Regions from separate parts of the Mus musculus genome. Here region 1 is linked to region 2. The links are chromatin contacts, called in public promoter capture Hi-C maps. All regions are on one chromosome and are shown on one strand. The core of a region is the stretch at or near the end of the contact, and the rest is flanking DNA. Distances in the headings are between cores, read along the strand shown.

Region 1 (3,043 bases), core at 2-2,501, 94 kb before region 2:
GGACTGTGAGTTCTGACCCCAGCTGATACAGAAAAATCACTAACTCTAAGCCCACTTTCTTTCTTCCTGTGATCCATCTCCCTAGTGTGCCCTCTTTTCTTTCTTTTTTTCTTTTTTTTTAGATAGGGTTTCTCTGTATAGCTCTGGCTGTCCTGGAACTCACTTTGTAGACCATGCTGGCCTCGAACTCAGAAATCCGACTGCCTCTGCCTCCTGAGTGCTGGGATTAAAAGCGTGCAGACACCACACCGGGCTTAGTGTGCCCTCTTGAGAGAGTAAAGGTCGTGTGTGTGTCCAGGCAGTGAACATTACATTTCTCTTACTTGCAAGACCAGTAGCCCAAGATAATGCTGTCAGCTCCAGATGTCATCTGCTCCCTTTGATCCAAAGTGGCAGAAGTTTTGTGTCCCTTCAAGGCTGATCCTGGAGACTTCCTTAGGGGGTTATTTGGGATTGGGGAACCCTTGTGTTAAGGACTCTATTCACACACACACTTCTTTTAACTGACTTTACATTTTCACACGTTTAGATTTTTTTTTTTTGGACAGGTAGTGTCTTTGTCCTGAGATACCTTTCCTATAGTACAGAGTATGAGGAGTCTCTTTAACAATGGCAGATGCTCTGTGTGTTACCCCTCCCTTTTCTGCAACTTTATACCCAGCTCATGCTCCTTTCTTCATCAAACTACAGTTTAAAAATATCTCTCTGCTCTCTCACTGTAGATCTGAACAAGAGCAGTGAAAGCTGGGATGATAGGAGTGCACAGCATTTTGTTTCACTTTTCAAATAATTTGCTTTTAATTTTAAACTACTCAGTATCAGTGATACACAAGATGAAACCAGACCAACCTCTCCACCCCCTCCAAAAACAAAGCCTTGTAGACTGTTCCTTGAAGGCAGACATTTCTTATTCGGTGTGCTTAATAGTGGATCGTAGGCAATTATTTAATGAATAGTGAAGTTTATACCCCTGACGCTGGAAGCCTAGGGGTTTCATCGAGTGTCTATTATAATTTCTCTCGGATTAGCATTGCTGACATTTGCAGAGAGGTTTTCCGTTGCCAGTAACCATTTCAGGCTCTGGTTCTGGGGCCGACGAGGGGGCGTGCCCAGCACCAGGGCTCGGCCCACCTGTGCGTTGGTTGGTGGAGTCTCGTCGGAGCCACGCCCCCGAGCGGTCCACCGCCTTAGAGGGCGTGGCGATGGGACTTCCCTGGAAGGGCCGCGGCGCCCCCCTCCTCCAACCCGCACGCAGCCCCGCGCACGCGCACGCGCGCCTCCACGGCTGGGTCGCGGCTGGAGTGAGGACGCGCTGTGTGGAGCAGCGGAGGCACGGCGCTGCTTCCACCGCTGCTCAGGAGGGGAGCATGTCTGCAACTCGAGCCAAGAAAGTGAAGATGGCCACCAAATCGTGCCCCGAGTGCGACCAACAGGTGGGCTGGGCCGGCGCGAGCGGGCGGGGCGGGCAGGGCGGGTGGCCGTTGCTCGGCGGCGGTTGGCGGTGCGCGGCGGCCCGCGGGCGGCGGGGGCCTGGGAGCGGGGACCCGGCGCTGCCCCTTCTGGTCCCGGGCCGGCCCGCGGACCCCTGCCGCCCCGCATGGCTTTGTTCGCGGTTGGGGAGAGTGCGGTGCTGCTTCTCAGCTGTCGCTCCCCGCCACCTGGGTGGCAGCATAAAGCAGACAAAAGGACAGTAATGGTGCTAACTTTTTTGCAAATTTGTGGACTTCCGGAACGCCGCAAAAAAACCAACCAGTTTGATGTGTGGTTTCTAGTCCTTCCACTACGTTGTTAACGGAACACGGTTCGAATAAAGTCGGCGTTGAGGCTCTTCCTCTCTGCGTGTGCCCCGTCCCATTCGTGCTATTTACTGTTGTAAATTTGACATGTCTGCTTACAGATTTTTTTTTTAAATATGCGGATTCGTGAATTTGAAATCATTCATATTTAGACTGAACTCATGGAGTAATAGTCGTAATTTTTAAAAAAATCATTTTTCTTTTCCTACATTTAAGTACGCCTAATTATAGTGTGATGAACAAAAACTCATTCCATTAAAATCATCCTTAGGCCTTCATGCCGGCATGCAGATCTGGCTGTACTTCTTTTTCCTGAATCTTCCTAAAATGACTACCTCTCTCTCTTCCCCTCCCCCCTCCTTCTCTCTGGAGTAATTGGAAATGGGTGGAGACTTAAAATCTGATTTAAGTATATTATTTAGGGCGTGTCCTTGTAGGTTTATTAAAATCTTTAAACAAAAAAGTTACATGTTTTATTCAGTATGATTTATAGGCAATGTTTAAAAATGCTGATGATGGAAAGTTGTGCAAGTTTAGTCGATAGAGCATACCAGTCTGCAATATCAAAACAGTCATGTTTTCCAAAATGTAGAGTTACGTTCATTCTTTCCACCCAACTAAATTGTAGCAAACTTGCACTTTGTGATCAGTCTGTTGGCAGATTACTTTGATGTTTAAATAATTTTCAGTTAAGGCTTTTACAGTATGAATTATGCATTCTGTTTCTGTAGGGCACAAGTCCCTTGTTTTACTTGGCATAAAATAATCTTTTGGGGAAAATATCTGTTTTTAATTTCCTGGTTATTGGCCAGTGAGATGGCTTTAGGTGGTAAAGGTGCTTTCTGCTCAAGCCTGACTACCTGAGGTAGATCCCTGTAAAGGTGGAAGGAGAGAACGGCTGTACGGTTAACCTCTGACCTCCACACCCGTGCTGCGATGCTCACACCTACACAATCACACACATTGATGAGTTAAAAAGAAAAACAAAAAACCCCTGAAAATTGAAAAAGGCAAAAGACAAACAAACAAACAAACAAAAAAACCCTGGTTAAAGGAAGAGCAGAAGACGTTAGCTTTTAGACTTGAGGCTGTAAAACAAACCAGAGTTTTATTTGGAGAGATGACATTTACTTTGCTATACAATATAATATCCCCCCCCCTTTTTTTTTTTCTTTTTGGTTTGTGCCTGGGAGCCTGGGAGGCAGAGAAGAGCCTGGGGCAGTCTGCTCTCTGCTTGCATCCTGTAA
Region 2 (3,141 bases), core at 493-2,992:
ATTCTCTGAACTCATTTGTCTCTCTGGCACAGAGCTCCTGAGTTCCTTGGCAGATCTCTGCCACCAGGCCCACACAATAACTGCCCACCCCACAGTCAGCCATTTCAACATCCATTTACCTGATAGAATCAAAACTCTTAATAAATAAATCTGATTGATTAATTATATGTGTCAATAAATTCTCAATTTACAAGAAGTCAATTCAATAATTTCAGAGCCAATTGATAATGATAAGAGCTTTATCCCAATTATTCTAACCTTATAATACCATAACTGCGGCTGGCTAAGGGCCATACTGGTTCACATCTGCCCGCCATCTTCCTTCTCCCTTCTATGCTCTCTGACTCTGTAACTCTTAGTGCTGCCTCCCTTTTCCCTGTCCAAATACAGGCCTCCTGCTGCCCTATGTGATTGGACAGGGAAAATCCTGCAACAGCTTAGCCCCTCCCTTTCTTCATTCTTGTTTTTTTTTGGGGGGGTGGGGTGGGGGAGCAAGTTTCAGCTGGCTTCACACTTGCTCTGCAGTGAGGCTGACTTTGACCATTAAATCTTGGTCTTCTTTCCTCTGCCTCCGCATGCTGGGATTGCAGCATGTGCCACCACCTAGCTTTGTTCATTGTTTGTTTTTCAGACAAGATCTCATTATGTAGCGCTTGGCTGGCCTCAGACTTTGATCTTCCTTCTTCAGCCCCCTGAGTGCTAGGATTATGTGTGTGTGCCTCTGTGGTCATATTTTCTGTAGTCTTGATGGCTGCTTCCCACAAGGAGCTGTCTGTGATGCTCTGAGTATCCTGCCCTTCCCCCATCACTCACACAGCAGCTGAACTCCTTGCCAGGTCAGCTTCTGGCTTCTGTCCCTGCTTTCAGGAAGCATCCTAAATGACAGTGGCAGTCTTTTGGGGTTGCGCCTCCATGGGCTGAAATGTTACCTATTTGCAGGAGTGAAAGGCATATTTCATCACCTCCGTGCTGTTGCTATAACAGAAATTTGCCACCCCACCACCTTCAGTGAGCAATATAAGCCCTCTACCCACACACTTGAAAAACCACAATCAATGATGTCGGAAACCTGCTTCACTGTTTCCTAAATAATGTTTTCTAAACTTGGGATTATTTTGCACATATGTGTGTCTTATACAAGAGACTGCTGCTTTCCAACCTAGTTCTCATCACCATCTGCCCCCAGCAGGCCTTTTTAGACCCTTTTGCACACTCACTGTGTCCTCCTCTCCATGGAGTGCAGCTGTGTTTGTCCTCTGGCCCTTTGCAAACCCATAATAGCTGTCTTAGTTAGGGTTTTACTGCTGTGAACAGACACCATGACCAAGGCAAGTCTTATAAAGGACAACATTTAATTGGGGCTGGCTTACAGATTCAGAGGTTCAGTCCAGTATCGTCAAGGTGGGAGCATGGCAGTATCCAGGCAGGCAAGGCACAGTCAGAGCTGAGAGTTCTACATCTTCATCCAAAGGCTGCTAGTGGAAGACTGACTTCCAGGCAACTAGGGTGAGGATCTTATGCCCACACCCACAGTGACACTCCCATTCCAACAAGGCCACACCTCCAGATGGTGCCACTGCCTGATCCAAGGATATACAAACCATCACAATAGCTAAATAATTTTTGGCACCCTAAAATCCCCTTTTTGAGATCCTTGTGGTCTAACACTTGTATCATTTTGTATAATAATTGTGCTGGATGGAATGCACATACAAGATTTGCAGAACACACTTGAGTGCCAGGTGTGCAGTTGTCATATGACCACTTACAGGACACACTGAATTCAGAGCAAGAAGCAACCACTAGAAGCTCCTGGCATGAGGGACGCTTCTTGTGGACCGGATCTGTCATGAGCAGGTAGAGTGAATGTTTACCAGCTCAGAAGAGGGCGACAGTGGGGATACAGGATTGACTTGTGATAGTTTCCAGTTTTTACAAATTGAGGAACCCAGTTAGCTTTAGAGCTCTTCTGAGAGCAGGAGCCAGTATGAACAGGAGCTGTAGAGGGGTATCATGGGAGATGGCATTAGCTATGGCCTGAGAGCCAGTGAGTGTGAGCAGACTGATCTAGGGAGAGCACAGTATAAGATGAGATTACTAAAGAAGAATCCTGAATGCTAGGCTCAAAAGTTTGAGTGTTATGTGATAGGCCACCGAATCTCATCACCCAGTAACTTCATGATGGACCCTTGACACTAGCCTGGGAAGATCAGTATTTTGATCACACAACTTGGCAATTACTGCAGATCAAGTCTTTAAAAAAAAGTCTAGACAGCTATTTGTGAACATTTACCTATAGACCACTATTTGAGATCATTGAGCTAGTTAGTTTTAATACACACACACACACATTTGGCCTGTATGTATATTTGTGCACATGTGTACAGTGCCCATAGAGGCCAGAAGAAGGTATTGAATTCCCTGGCACTGGAGTTATAATGGTCGTGAGCCGCCATATGAATTCTGAGAATTGAACCCGTGCCTTTTGTTTTGTTTTTTTAGAGTTTTTTTTGTTTGTTTGTTTATTTGTTTGAGACAGGGTTTCTCTGTGTATCCATGACTGTCTTGGTACTGGATTTGTAGACCAGGCTGCCCTCAAACTCACAAAGATCTGCCTGCCTCTCCCTCCCTTGTATTGTGTTTAAAAGTGTGTGCCACCACACCTGGCCTTGGACCTGGGTCTTAACCAATGAGCTATCTCTCCAGCCCTCAGTGACGTCAGATGTGCACCGTGTCTCTCATTCTCTTCTTGTGGCAGTGACACAGGAACAGTTATGGCCTAGCTTGGCATTGGCCCAGTGAAATCTTACTCTCATTCTATTAGCAAAGCAACTCCCATGGCCAGCCCCAGCATTAGGGAGTGGAGCTGATTTCAAGGAATTTCTACTTGAGGTGGAAGGAATCCCACTCTCGGGTCACAGGTGTGAAAACAGGGCACAGCAAAGCACAGAGCTTCTCCTGGAGTGTGCTACTTTTCATTTTCTTGACTATGTGCTCAAAACATCGCTGGATTACATAATTATGTTTTATTAGTCACCTCTCTGGATTTTGTTTTGTTGAGACAGAGGCTGTTACTCAAGCTTGTCTAAACTCATCCTGTAACTTATCCTGGTCTCCGACTCACCTCAGTCCTGCTGTGTC

The links. Promoter capture Hi-C pulls out the DNA fragments that hold promoters and counts their contacts.
Region 1: a promoter capture Hi-C map of cranial neural crest shows a contact between it and region 2. The contact joins the promoter of 4921524J17Rik here to the enhancer-like site in region 2. A contact is called at or near these places in 7 of 39 promoter capture datasets (cranial neural crest, embryonic stem cells, frontonasal cranial neural crest and 4 more), 3 of 115 datasets of contacts at active chromatin or transcription factors (embryonic stem cells and extraembryonic endoderm stem cells) and 1 of 9 other capture datasets (pancreatic islet).

What each region holds. Positions count from the first base shown.
Region 1 is chr8:85,431,049-85,434,091 of GRCm38.p6, reverse strand. 4921524J17Rik (RIKEN cDNA 4921524J17 gene) reads left to right here and starts at 1,251. Exons shown (of 4, transcript NM_025722.3): 1 at 1,251-1,433. The coding sequence starts at 1,368.
Region 2 is chr8:85,337,637-85,340,777 of GRCm38.p6, reverse strand. The region is part of intron 9 of Mylk3 (myosin light chain kinase 3); the gene reads left to right. Among named protein-coding and RNA genes, the nearest start is that of Gm22336, 24 kb to the right of the region's middle. Within about 2 kb of position 1,742, at least 11 of the 459 cell types and tissues checked have an H3K27ac peak or open chromatin away from gene starts, as enhancers often do.